Regions from separate parts of the Mus musculus genome. Here region 1 is linked to region 2. Evidence: chromatin contacts called from public Hi-C data. All regions are on one chromosome and are shown on one strand. Each heading gives the region's core, a stretch centred on a gene start, on an enhancer-like site or on the middle of the called end of the contact. The rest is flanking DNA. Distances are from core to core; before and after follow the strand shown. Region 1 has its middle 5.5 kb from the start of Gm39834. Region 2 has its middle 3.9 kb from the start of Gm26422.

The links. A called contact is a pair of places that touch in the nucleus more often than the background predicts.
Region 1: a Hi-C map of the N1E-115 cell line shows a contact between it and region 2, with 4 times the contacts expected there. The contact joins two enhancer-like sites. A contact is called at or near these places in 4 of 39 promoter capture datasets (cranial neural crest, epiblast stem cells and liver), 1 of 15 datasets of contacts at CTCF or cohesin (the NIH/3T3 cell line) and 3 of 484 Hi-C or Micro-C datasets (3T3-L1-derived adipocytes, the N1E-115 cell line and bone marrow-derived macrophages).

The regions. Positions count from the first base shown.
Region 1 is chr2:61,372,359-61,379,777 of GRCm38.p6, reverse strand. No RefSeq gene overlaps it. Among named protein-coding and RNA genes, the nearest start is that of Gm39834, 5.5 kb to the right of the region's middle. Within about 2 kb of position 2,482, at least 11 of the 459 cell types and tissues checked have an H3K27ac peak or open chromatin away from gene starts, as enhancers often do. A contact at or near this core is called in the N1E-115 cell line, where this site is marked.
Region 2 is chr2:61,280,456-61,287,807 of GRCm38.p6, reverse strand. No RefSeq gene overlaps it. Among named protein-coding and RNA genes, the nearest start is that of Gm26422, 3.9 kb to the right of the region's middle. Within about 2 kb of position 2,932, at least 17 of the 459 cell types and tissues checked have an H3K27ac peak or open chromatin away from gene starts, as enhancers often do. A contact at or near this core is called in the N1E-115 cell line, where this site is marked.

The DNA.
Region 1 (7,419 bases), core at 1,233-3,732, 92 kb before region 2:
GGAATGGATAACTAGGGATAATGGGAAAGAGGAGAAATAGCAAGATGCAGCTAATTACCAGGGAAAACCCCTTGACACCCAGGATGGGGAGCCAGGATAATGGTCTCCTGAGTGAAGTGGCAGAATCACCATCAGTTAGTACATTTAAAAATAGGCAACAGAGAGCTAGAAACAGGGCTTTAGGGAATAGTCTTGCATTAGGCAGGAAAAGCGGTAATTGACTAAGTGACCTAATATTAAGAGCTTTCTTTCTCATAAATTTCTTGAATTCTGAAAAAAAAAAGATAAAAATCTTCAAGCTGTATACAGAAATGTAGGTACCTAATGACTGGAAATACCTAAATATAGTCTCAAATTATTCATAAATGCAAAATGAAAGCAGCTGTGCCCCAAATGCCACATAACGTGAGGGCCGGAGGAAATGTAGGAAGTAGACAGTTGGTGTGGGGGTGCTCTCAGTCTGATTTTTTTTGAGGCACTCAGGTGACCTGTGCCCAAGTGCACCTAGGCTGTACAAAGGCCAGCTTGGTTGCTTACGGAAATCTCTCTTTCTGTTTTTCTTTTCCAGCCCCCTGCTGGTAACCTGCTAGAGCTGTTGATGCTCATCTTCTGTAGACTCCTGCGTTGTCCATATCTAAGTCAGTTGTCTCTTCGTTGAAACTGGGGAGTGGTGAGATCATCAAGCTGTTCCCTAATGTGCAACTCTGAAGCTGCAGGTTGCAGAATCGTACTGCAGACCCACAGAAGCCGCAGAGGAGCTCGTGACTGTGAATCTTACCTTGGGGCAAGACAAGCTAACTCCAAGAAAACTACAAGAAGGGAGATCCTTCCTCCTTCTCTTTTCTAATTACTTCCCTTTATTTTCCTTTACTACCAACCAAAGGAGACATCGTCTAAACATGCTACACACATATACTCTGAGTACAGACACATACACATTTTACTGACTTGCAAAAGGCTTTAACACAATTTTCTTGTCTCTGTCATATGCTAGCTATTATTGCTGTTTTGTATTTATCATGTCCTTTGATTCCATTTGAGGGCAGAAATTACATCCCAGGCATCTTTCTATACTTCATAATGCTGTAGTAAAGACATTGATTTTTATCAAATGTGACTAAGTCAAATCTGTAAAAAGTCATAATAAAAACCCCAAGGTGTGTAGAGAAACCCAGGGAGTGCCAGCTTCGCCAACATGGCAAGTCCTCGTTCCGAGGCCGAACACTTAGCTGGGTTTCTACTTCTACCTCTACCAATAATCTCATTTGAGACATTAAGCAAGTCATGTGGTTTCAGCTTCCCTTCCTGTAAGCAGATAACAATCACTTTTTCTTTTTATTTCTTTCACAAAGCATCTGAGAGAGTAAGCATGATAATATCGCTGTTTAATATCACTTTTCACTTAGCAAAGCTAAAAATGATATCAACATTATCTACATCATCATTTTTACCCTCCCCAAACAGATGAACAGGAGTGCAGCCTGGCCTCCCCAGAGATAATTACTTTCCCGCACATTGAGACATACAAGAGAAGATAAAACAGGAAGGAAAACAAAGATTCCAGGAATTACATCTAGTTACAAGGCAGATCAGTAATCTGTCTTCTAATATAATTCTCCAGATAATGCTAGATATCAGGACAAGAAAAAAAGAATTGGCGTTGTTTAATTTTTGACGGGCTACCTAATGAACGGCTAAACCATTTTTGCAGAAGGCAGAATTACAGTGGTTTCTTCTCCGATGCAGCTACTGTATCTAGAGCTAATTGGATTTCCCATTATGATGAGGTTTGTTTTTCAGAATTGAATCTCTGAGTCTCTTCCAATTGCTCTGAGTTGATGGTGAGACAAAAGATGTGCAGGGCGTGTGGAGTGAGTCATGGGTTTGGGAGCAACTCCATGAGGTCAGAGAATCCTTAGGAAAATCGGTGCGTTCTAACTCACGGTGCAAAGAGGAGCCAGGCTTGAGCAGACCATGTCTTCCCAACATGGACATTCTCAGGAGGGGAAACTGACTCTCTGTCATTATCCCTGCCACCACCCTCCTTTCAGACAGTAATGTGTTTTCATTCCATTAAGAGCTTGAATGTTATCTGTGTGGCTGGAACGAAACGGCAGTACCAGCTTCCTTTCTAGTCTGAGGGGTTGCTGTACAGATTACCTCTTTAGCATCGGTTTGTCTGCTCTGGTGTTTTGAAAAGTGAAAAGAATCAAAGTGAAGTGTGTGTGTGTGTGTGTGTGTGTGTGTGTGTGTGTGTGTGTGTGTGTGTGTATGTGTGTGTGTGTACTCATATGTAGCGAGCCCATTGGTTCCTTACACGTAAGCACTCAAAACACATCAATTTTGCTCATCGTACTGAGAGACACCATCATTTTGTAAGATCCTAAGAATCTAAAGATAAAGCGACCATCAATGTTGTAAACTTCTAGATGGGCTAACCACATGTGGGGCCTACTAGAGGCCCTTGAACCATCAGGCTGTGGTTGTAATCAGGCTCCTTCAGATGTGGAGAGAGGTTCAAAGAGGTAATCTAGCGGTCAGCTGGGAGAAGCACAAACTCGGACCAGTTTTTTTTTCTTTTAAATTGAATAATAAAGACTATATATATATTTTTTAATTAGGTATTTTCCTCGTTTACATTTTCAATGCTATCCCAAAGGTCCCCCATACCCACCCCCCCCCAATCCCCTACCCACCCACTCCCCCTTTTTGGCCCTGGCGTTCCCCCGTACTGGGGCATATAAAGTTTGCAAGTCCAATGGGCCTCTCTTTGCAGTGATGGCCAACTAGGCCATCTTTTGATACATATGCAGCTAAAGACAAGAGCTCCCGGGTACTGGTTAGTTCATATTGTTGTTCCACCTATAGGGTTGCAGTTCCCTTTAACTCCTTGGGTAATTTCTCTAGCTCCTCCATTAGGGGCCGTGTGACCCATCCAATAGCTGACTGTGATCATCCACTTCTGTGTTTGCTAGGCCCCGGCATAGTCTCACAAGAGAGAGCTATATCTGGGTCCTTTCAGCAAAATCTTGCTAGTGTATGCAATGGTGTCAGCATTTGGAAGCTGATTATGGGATGGATCCCTGCATATGGCAATCACTAGATGGTCCATCCTTTCATCACAGCTCCAAATTTTGTCTCTGTAACTCCTTCTATGGGTGTTTTGTTCCCATTTCTAAGAAAGGGTAAAGTGTTCACACTTTGGTCTTCATTCTTCTTGAATTTCATGCGTTTGGCAAGTTGTATCTTATATCTTGGGTATCCTAAGTTTCTGGGCTAATATCCACTTATCAGTGAGTACATATTGTGTGAGTTCCTTTGTGATTGGGTTACTTCACTCAGGATGATACCCTCCAGGTCCATCCATTTGCCTAGGAATTTCATAAATTCATTTTTTTAATAGCTGAGTAGTATTCCATTGTGTAAATGTACCACATTTTCTGTATCCATTCCTCTGTTGAGGGGCATCTGGGTTCTTTCCAGCTTCTGGCTATTATAAAAAAGGCTGCTATGAACATAGTGGAGCATGTGTTCTTCTTACCGGTTGGGACATCTTCTGGATATATGCCCAGGAGAGGTATTGCGGGATCCTCCTGTAGTACTATGTCCAATTTTCTGAGGAACCACCAGACTGATTTCCAGAGGGGACCAGTTTTATATTTTTACTCAGGACTTAATCTCTGAGTGTCTTCCATTCTCTGTGTCTGATAATGACGCAAAATGTCCTTGAATTTCAGGCACACCCTTAAATATCTCCTACTATTAATGCCCGCCCCCAAGTTTAACTTCTGGCTATGTTGATTTTTACATTAAACCTATATGAGTCTTTGTTCTGATATAACATTGAAGAAGGAAAACGAAAGAACAGTATGGCCTTTGAATAATTAATAAGTGGCAAATTAATAAATCTCAAATCTGAAATCAGAAGTGAGCTCCGGAGCCCCAAACTGTGGTTCAATCACAAGTCTTCTTTCTTGACCAACGTCATCCCAACCATGCAATGGCAACAAAGCATACTGAAGGAGCACTTTACAGCTTTGAAACCATGTTCATATATGTTATCTCAAATTCGCCCAAGAGAAAAACATCGAATATACCTGCTGTGAGATAACGGCAGACTTTTTTTTTTCCTCCTCAGATTGTTTCAGTGCTATCTTTGGTTACCATAATTTCATGTGACAGATGAGTATCTTGCAGGTAGAGACTAAAGTGCTATGGGATATAGAAAAAAAGCAGGCTGACTTTACAGATGCCAAGGTATCCTTGCAATCTAGCAAACACAGCACCCTGTTCTTTCAGCAGAGCACTGCCATCCCTGCTTCCTAACCCAATCTTAAATCAAAACACAGAGTTCAAAGCAAAATCCCAAACAGAAGACTTCTCCAACTCATCCCGCTCAGCACACTTGTAGGAAGATCATGAAAAAGAGATTTGGAAGAGTCTCATGCGTCTGTAACCATACAACAGGATTTTGTTTTTGTTTGTTTGTTTTTTTAAACAAAATATTTATTTTCATTGGGTGTGTGTGAGTGGTTAGGCTACGTGCATGCATTTGTACCACATGTGAGCCTGGTGCTCATGGAGACCAGAGGAGGATGTTGAATTCCTTGGTCCTAGACTTACAGATGGCTGTTAGCTGCAGTGTATATAGGGAACCTAACAGAGGTACTCTGGATGAGCACCAAGTCCTCTCAGCCATTGAGCCATCTCTCTAGCCCCTAAAGGCATATTCTTGAAAAATACTTGCATCAGCACCTTAATTAATATGGCATGTATATTTCACTACTTCATCCATCAATCATGAACTAATGAAGGAAAAGATGTCATAGTTCTTCCCTAAGGCACTATACCCTCATGAAAAACAAAAACAAAAAACAAAACAAAAACCAAAACCAACCAAACAAAAAACAAAACAAACAAAAACATTGGAAACAAGTCTATATCATTTGAGCAAACTATTCTTTTTGTCTTTAGTGGATATAAATTGCTTGTGTCTAAGGAATGGTCAAGGACTATAGAAGTCTAACAAATGTTAGCCATTTGGCCACACAGAAGGGATGTGTGTTCCAATGTTCTTAAGAGAGAAGGTTTAGCCTAGGACTTCCTTGTCCACCCAAGCTATTCGTAAGTTTCCCACAATACTTGTAATATATAAGGTTGTATTCCAGCAAGACCTTAGGAACATAATCATCCCTCGCTGATTAGATAAAAGGCTTTTTCCCCCCCACTTGAAAATTTAAAGTGAAAAGACAATAGTCCACGTCTGAACTATAATGGTGGTGTAACTTAGTGAATGTAAGCTTGCTGCCCGTGGAAATGTGTAGATGAAGCCTGTTTGTGGGTTTGTATTTACTTTTAACACCTTTCCATTCTGTTCTAGTATCACACAAATGAACTCAGACTCTTGACCAAAACAAGCTCTAATGAATACCAGCAGATGCTACACAGAAAACTTTTGTTTTGTTTTGTTTTCCACCACATCTTGATTCTTCCTGGAGCAACTCATGGTCCCCAGTTGAGGCTTTCTATCTTCTTGGGAGGTCTGTCTACACTGCAGTCTTCTTTATCAAAACAACAGTGTCTTAAAGTGTATTCTAGAATTAGGAATTCAACAATATCCATAGGCAAACCTCACACTTAATATACTCAAAGAAATAGTTTATACATTGAGAATAACATCAGCTGCGCCTCTGTTTTAGAGTTCACAGTGAACATTGGCTTAGTGTTTCTGAATCACCAGCCTTTGTGGTCTGTGTCAAAGATTTGACTAAGGATTTTAAGCAAACAAAAGGCATACTTCATGCATACAACATGCCCACTGACGTCCTGGCTCAATAGGGTCTACAGTTGCCAGAAATCACCAGAATTCATTATACGCAGAGCCATTCATTTATTGATCTATTTTGTCACTGAAATATTTATTGAGTTCTTGCTACATACTCAATACTGCTTTTGCTTAGTCAACAACTTTACTCCTCTTCCTTGCACATAGCTAAAACCCAACTGGTTTAAATCAAGCTTGATTGATCTTACCATTCTTATAAGGCATTGATTTCTAAGGGGCAGAAATCCCAGCACTAGCTGGTGAAAACTGAGAGAAAGTTTGTCTGTCAGGGACATCTGGGAAAGGTTTACTTGCTTTCGAGAGAGCTGTGCCTGGGGTAGACTGCTAAAGTTGGCTAGGTTTAAGTGTCAACTTGCTTAGTCTATTGTACCTAGGTATCTCAGTTTAGATGTTGCTGTGAAGACATTTTATACATGAGGTGATGCCTACAGTCAGTTGAGATGAAGTGGAGTGGTTATCACTGGCAATCCAGGTAGATGCATCTGGTCAATTTGGAAGGCTTGCACCGAAAAACTAATGTTTCTTGGGAAAGAAGAAATTCTGTCTTAAACTGTAGCATCAGCTTCTTCTCAGAGTTCCTTGGCTGCCAGCTGACAGGATGGACCTTGGACTTACCACTTCCTGTGACACAAAAGCCAATCACTTGAAATTACATGGATCTCCTTTTGGTTCTGTTTCTCAGAGAACCTTAACGGGCACTCCGTCCTTTACTCAGTCTCTAGAAATTCAGATGAAGAGGTATGTGCATCGGAAAGACCTGCACTGGAATGATCAGTTCCAGAGCCTGGCTTATTTGGGACTTCTCGAAATGAGAGGACAATCCTTTTTCTCTGTTAAGTTATCTTGAATTGCCCGAAACAACCATACTAACAAGGGCTGCCAAGATGGAGTACTACTCAGCTATTAAAAAGAATGAATTTATGAAATTCCTAGCCAAATGGATGGACCTGGAGGGCATCATCCTGAGTGAGGTAACACATTCACAAAGGAACTCACACAATATGTACTCACTGATAAGTGGATACTAGCCCCAAACCTAGGATACCCAAGATATAAGATACAATTTGCTAAACACATGAAACTCAAGAAGAATGAAGACTGAAGTGTGGACACTATGCCCCTCCTTAGAATTGGGAACAAAACACCCATGGAAGGAGTTACAGAGACAAAGTTTGAAGCTGAGATGAAAGGATGGACCATGTAGAGACTGCCATATCCAGGGATCCACCCCATATTCAGCATCCAAACGCTGACACCATTGCATACACTAGCAAGATTTTATCGAAAGGACCCAGATGTAGCTGTCTCTTGTGAGACTATGCCCGGGCCTAGCAAACACAGAAGTGGATGCTCACAGTCAGCTAACGGATGGATCATAGGGCTCCCAATGGAGGAGCTAGAGAAAGTACCCAAGGAGCTAAAGGGATCTGCAACCCTATAGGTGGAACAACATTATGAACTAACCAGTACCCCGGAGCTCCTGACTCTAGCTGCATATGTATCAAAAGATGGCCTAGTCGGCCATCACTGGAAAGAGAGGCCCATTGGACATGCAAACTTTATATGCCCCAGTA
Region 2 (7,352 bases), core at 1,683-4,182:
GGCCACTGGGCACAGGGGAACCTGTGAGTCAGTAGAACCTGTATCTTTTCTTAGGAGGGTAGCATGTCTGGTTACATTCTTATATTGGCGAGAGAAATACAGAATGGTTTTCAGTCTGTGAGTAGGCATGAGAAACAGGGAGCTTGAAATTGCTGGGTTCAGAAACATTTAAACAATTTAAGAGTTTTGTTTCTCTTGTTCTGTTTATAGCAGCATCTTTCCACTTTGCCAAAACTTAAGATGATTTGGACAGTATAGAAATGGATGTGATATTGTATAACACTGTTTGAGAATGTGTTAGCTTTCTAATTGTTTTCATTCTTGATTATATTAGGGGAAAGTCTGATGCATTCTAGCTTTTCCCCTTTCTTGACAATTTTTGCATGCATACCCACATATGTGTGAGCAGATGGGTGTGTGTGTGTGTACGCAATGTGAGCATGTGCATAGAGGCCTAAGGTGGATGTTGGACATTTCCATCCTACATATTAAAGTGGGGTTCTTCACTTGAATGGAGAGCTCATCAATTCCGCTAGTCTAGTTAGCCAGCTTGTTCTGTGGATCCCTGTCTCCACATCCCATGCACTGAGATTATAGGCAACTTTCCACAGCCAGCCAGCATTTGAGTGTGAGAGATCCAACCTCTAGTCCTCATGTTTCAATGCCAAGGACTTTGTCCATAAACCATCTCCACAATCCATGTGATTGCGTTTTAAAAAAGAATTTTTTCAACTCTTACTGATACACTTTTTCTAATTAACAAACAAACAGGACACTTTCTGTGCAAGCTCAAAAACTTCAGTGACTAAGCAGCTGATCTTAAATTTCCATTAGCTTTCAGGATGGAGTGTTTTACACAGTGACATGTGTAATCTGCTTCAAGGTGACCAGCACAAAGGACAGTTCCCCAAAGAGGCAGATCTGAGAAGGTGGGCCTTAGACCTTATGTTACAGGTGAGAAGCTTAGAGTCCAAGAAGCCAAGTGACTAGCATTAAGTTATGTTTTACCTCCTTTGGGTGAAATCATTTCTTGATTATTGATTTAAATGCAAAAAGCCCAATTTCAACCTCTGCTCTGATTGGATAGTTAAAAAGCACACCTAGGCTCTGACTGACGATAAGTGACTAGATATGTTGATTAGCACATCAGAGGATGCTGTGTGTGTAAACTTGATACTTGACACAACTTTTTCAATGTCTTGTTCCATGGCTGAAGAGTACAGTAATCATGAGTCAAAATTCTGTGACAGAAAGGATTCATTGGGAGGGGACAATGATTAAAAAACAATCTTTGTTCCTAGAAAACAGAACAAAATGTGGGGTGATCTCACTTCTTAACGCTTTAGTAATAAGTCAGTCTAGCGAAGCACCAGGTTTTGAAGTGCTTACACACAGGATGTGAAGCAGATGTGCACATGTGGGAAGAGATCAGAGCGTAGTAAGAATCCTCATGCAGACCCATCAGGTCCTGAGGCTACCAAGCCCTATTAGGTCTATGGCCAGGCCAGACTGCTGTATGAAACCCAGCTCGTTTGCTCCTGACACAGTGCCAACAATCTGTAACTCACATTCTGTGACACATGTGTCATGCTTTTACATTAAAACCCAACCTCTCCCTAGTCAGAATGGCCATTGTCAAGAAAGTAGATGGCTAAAATGCTGGCGAGGATGTAGGGAAAGAGGAGTAAGGTGAACTAGGACAGCTATTATGGAAATCAATGTGGAGATTTCTCAAAAAACTAAACCCAGACAGGGCTGGATGGATGGCTCAGCACTTAAGAGCACTGGTTGCTCTTCCAGAGGACCTGGGTTCAATTCCCACCATCCATATGAGGCTGATCACAGGAAATCTGACATTACCTTCTGGTCTCTATAGTCACCTGCATAATATACACATCCACACACATCTATATGTGATTAAAATAAAATCTTTTTAAAAGTTAAACAGAGTGCTACTAAATGACTCAGCTATACCACTCCTAGGCATGCACCCAAAGGGCTCTATATTCTGCCACAGAGATCTCATACGTTGGCGCTTACAGCTGCATACCCACAGTGGTAGGGAAATGAAACACACATGGATGACCATTCAGCAGAAGAATGGATGATGAAAATGTGGTCCATGCACGGAATGGAATTTTATTCAGCTATAAGGCAAAATGGAAATTCAGGCAAGTGAGTGAAGCTGGAAAGGGTTATATTAAGAGAAGTGATCCAAACTCAGGAACAGAAACGGCACATGCTCTCTCACACATGGATCCTAGACTTTAATGTTTTTGTGCATGTATGTAAGTATGGATGTGGCTATAGGCCACCGAAACCAGAAACAAAGTGCTGGGGAGACAGGTGAGGACTCAGACACATGCGGTGAGAAAGCAGGAGGCTCCTGGGCTTGGGGTGGGGGTGGGGGTACGAGTATGTGTGTGGGAGCAGCAAGACAGGAAGAAAAGCCGAATCCGAATCAACCAAACAACTTCATTTGAAAATGCCACCATGGCATTTTGTATGCTAATTAAAACTTTGACAAAAGAATATAAAAAGTAATTGGTTTTATTACAAACCAAAACCTCGGAACAGCATGGAGATCAGATCATGAGTCAGTGGAAGAAACAAAGGAGAAACTTGCAAATCCTGATTTGCTTCATAGTTCATCCTGGGCTTGGCACACACACACACACACACACACACACACACACACACACACACACACACACACCCCACATCCCACATCCACTGAATGCAGCAGTCTGGTTATATTTATTCACTCGCTTCCCTAAGTGACAAGAGACTCACGGTGGCATTTGTCAGTGTGTACATAAATTGCACTTTTCAGCTGATGATCCTTCTTCACCCTACGGATGAAGTTGTATGTATCACATTCTCCGGGAGCAATTCAGCCATGACTCACAGCATTCTTGTCCCATCTTCCAGATGGTATCAGCAATGCCAGTTACACGAGGATGTCCATACATCTGAACATCACCAAATGCCATCCGTGTAAGGAGTCCTAATTGCCTCCTGAAGCAAGGGATCAGATCTACTTTTCAAATACATTTTGACCATTTCATTTGTAATTTCTAGATGACCTTTCTGCTAACTTGTAATTTGACTGCTTATCAGATTAGATCTATAAACAGGAAATGATATCAATGAAAAATGGCACTTGTTTGTTTGGTCAAAGCTGACCAACATGCCTACCTAGTAAGTGCCTAGGAGAAACACATACTTCTGGTAGAAGAGAAAGACTCCCATGAAATAGTTAATTTCACAGAGAAGCCAAGTCCTTTGGTAAATTCAGGCATTTCAGTGTTACAAGTAAAGGCACAAAGTGGCAAGTTGCCAAGGAGAAATGGAACAGCTTCCCAGAGATGCTTGTTGCAGGCATCGTGATTTGTGGCAAACTCATTTGCAGCAGGAAGTCACTGGGAGGGGGACGAAGGGGAGTAGGACCTGCAGTTGTGTCTAACACTGATCCAGACAAAACAGCAATCAAAACCCAGGAGCTGACATCCAATCATTAAAGGATTCGAGCCATTGGTACAGTGTTATCCAGACAAAGCTGAAAACATCCCAAAGAAGGCAGAATCTCAATTTCGGAAATCGGAAACCAGCAACCAGCACCTAAATAGCGATATCTGAGCTCAGTCAGACACAGTAAAGCATTAAAACAGCATGAGTTCAACAGTAAATCTTGATGATACAACTGCATGTACGGCGTAGTGAATTTGTAGTGTTCATTTGCTTTGCTGCCTTTTAAACAGTATACAAGTATATTGTGCTTGCACATACAATGATGCCATTATATTACGGCAGTGGTTGGGGAAATGGCTACAGCTTGATTAATTGTAGAACAGAATTGCTTGACAGCAGAGCTGTCAGATATCAAAACACTTGCCAGGTTCTTTAATTGGACAAGTTGAGGAATGTATAGTGTAGCTGCTGTAACCAAAACCAATCTACAATTTCAGTAAAATTAACCCTTTAACACTATCTTCTTCCTGGTCTCTAATGTAGATAGATAGGTAGGTAGGTAGGTAAGTAGGTAGGTAGGTAGGTAGGTAGGTAGGTAGGTAGATAGATAGATAGATAGATAGATAGATAGATAGATAGATAGATAGATAGATAGATATAGGGAAACAGCTACACTGTAGAGTCTACAGAAATGCTGCCACACACAAGGTCATTCAAGACCAACCACTAATAAGCAAACAAAGGGGCAGAATTTGGGAGGATCTTCCAAATTTCCAAAGAGTTTTCATATACAGTATTTTGCTTAGTCCTCCACTCTACCACCTACAGAGCCTACTCTGCATCCGATTCTACTCATGTACTTGAGAGAACAACATGAATGGCATTCCTGTAGCCAACAGACTCAATCAGTGAAGAAATGGAGCAGAGTATTGGTGATGGTCTCTAAGCTTTTTCCCTAGATGCCACAAATCTATCTTTGAACTCAGGAAAAAAAAACCCTAATGTTTTTATCTTTCTACTAGGCTACCTCTGAAACAAATAGGTCAAATTAGTCAAGAGAGAAATACATTTTCATTGAAAGCTGTTTTCCAAGGCACTCTAAATTTCATACCAGAAAAACAGTTTAGCAGATAAGTCAGTTCTAAAAGCACCTGTCTATTAAACAAGACTTCTAGACCACTGATTTTATTTTCTTTAGAGAAATGCTAAAGAAACTTGCATTAAATCAGCAAGTTTTTCATGGTCAACTTTTAAAGAGCTCAGAAAACATTATCTCTTGCCTTCCAAAGAGAGCACAGGGCAGACTGAAAACTGAGGACATTTTGGGGCCATTCAGAGAACAGGAGTTTATAGCAAAAGCCACAATGTCATTTGGAAAGGCCAGTCTTTCTCCACTATGTTTTCTATAAAGTAAATTGAGAGATATTGAGGTAAACATGTTTTGAAGAAAATCCATCACAGACACCCATGCCCTTCCCACCGCATCACCTCAGCAGATCCCATTTCATGTTGCCTCTGCACAACAGTGACTAAAACAATGAGGTTTGATGATAGGACTAAGGTGACAGTCACCACCTCTTTCCTTTGTAGGTGGAACGTTTTCCATGTTGTTATCAAGCTCTTGTGGGGTAGTGCTTTGGTAAAGGGAACACACCCTGATTTGAACAGTGCTTTGCCCAACGACTCTGACATCCATTGATGTTCCTTGTCTGAGTCAGCTACCCACTGCAGCTTGCAAAATAGTAATTTTTCTAGTTTCCCATTCCTTATAATTTCTTATTCCTTCAATAGAAAAAATTCTAGTAAATGTTAAGTTCTCCAGTATTAATATCCAACATCATGTGGGATGGTGAAATAGTCTGTCCCAAAGTGGCAACTTGGGGCTTAAGTCTCTCTCTCTCTCTCTCTCTCTCTCTCTCTCTCTCTCTCTCTCTCTCCCTTCCCATCATTCATTCATTCATTCATTCATTCACTCATTCATGTATTACAGGTTCCTTGTGTATTTCACATTGTACTTCCTAGTCCTACTCATCTCCCTCTCCTCTCTTCTCCTCCCTCTACCCTTGCCACCCCCACTAAGAGAGAAAAAAATTCATGTGGCAGCTGGAGTATGTCACACTGTGTCTCACAGTATACTCTTTTTGCCCATGCTTGCAAACATTCATTGTAATGAGTTGTTGATCTGTTATGTTGATCTGGTACAAGGCCTCTGGCTTTTGCTACACTATCAATACTAGACCCTCACTGGGATTCTTCTCATGTTGCTTTGGTTACCCTGTGCTGTGGAGATCCTGTAATGTTGGATCTGTGGGACTGGCCCCTTCATGCACTTCAGTAGTTCATAGATGGGTAGATATTGGAATGGGCCAATCCAAAGCCCTGGATCTAGGCCTGAGAAGTATCTGAACGGCTCAGCCCTCCAGCTCTCCTGCTCCCACATCATCGGGGGGAGTTCTCTTGCCCTGCACTGGCTGGCCCATTCAATGCCACCACCAGCAAGGGGCAGAGCCAGCTCTCTTGTTCTCATGGCCTCAGGACTGGTTCATCTGCACCCATGCCATTAAGGACAGCTCTGCTGTACAGCTCAGACAAGGTATAGGGCCTGTTTTCCTGAGTACTACAACAGGCACGGGTCAGGGACAATTCTCTCACTCTCATGGCCCAGGGGTGAGGGACAAGAGAGCTCTCCTGCCTGCCACCAGTGGTGAGGGACAAGGGAGAGGAGGAGAGAGTCTTTCCCTCATCTGTACCACAGCACAGCACAGCACAGCAGACAAGTGTCAGGGTCCACTCACCTGTGTTTACACCCTCTGGCCAGCTCACCCACATTGCATAGGAGGCACAGTAGAGCTGGCCATGGTTGCAGGAAGTTTGGATGAGTTATTCCCAAGAATATGAGCTAGCTTTACTGTGCTGCCTAGGCAAAGTGCAGAGCTGGCTCTTCCTAGTGCTGCAGCAGGTGATGGGCAGGGCCAGCTCACCTGCCTGCTGTAGATGTCAAGGGGTGTAAGGAAAGGAGCATCTCTCCCTCACCCATGTTAACGGCAGGGAAATGGTGGGGCCAGCTCTCCTACGCTCATACCCTCCGGGTGGCTCACCCCTGCCCCTGCCACCATGATCAGCTTTACTGAACTGCCTGGGCAAGGTACAGGGCCAAGTCTCCCACCTGTTGCAGGTGGCGAGAGGGGAGCTGGGAGAAGGGGGATCTCTTGTCACCCATGTCACTGCATGGGAGACAGATAGCAGAGCCAGCTCTCCCATGCGCATTATTCTTGGGGATGACTTACCCAAAATTCCTGCAACCATGGCCAGCTCTGCCGTGTCCCCTAGGCAATGTGTGGGATGCTCTTTGGATTACTGCAGGTGGCTAGAAGCTGAGTCAGCTCTCTTGCTCTCCCACCCCCAGGGCCAGCTCTCCCACAAAGCCCAGGCGAGGGGTAGATCCAGTTCTGCACAGCCCTCAGATACCAACATGTCTCCAGGCTACAGCTCAGATCAGGGATGTCTACCTGGCCTTTGGTGGTAACAGACCGCTGTTGTTGCAGGACCATGAACTCAGATGTGGCCCCCAGTGGCAGTACAGGCCAAGACTGCCATAGTCCTAGATGGCATAACCAGCTACTCACATCAGGCTGTTCGTCACTACCCTCCAGTCTCCAGTTCTTCATTGTGCCCACATCCTTCTGCTTCCCATTCTCTTCCATTTCTGCACCACCTAGTGACACCCAGGGTCTCTGAGTGTCTGGGGTCATCTCAGGACAGGTCTCAGAAGTGCTATGCCCCATCCATGCATTATGGAACCAGGCAGGGATCATCTGGGGCATGGTCTGTCCCACCCCAGGTCTGTGAAATGCCAAGCTGGTGTTCCCCTCTGGCTAGTA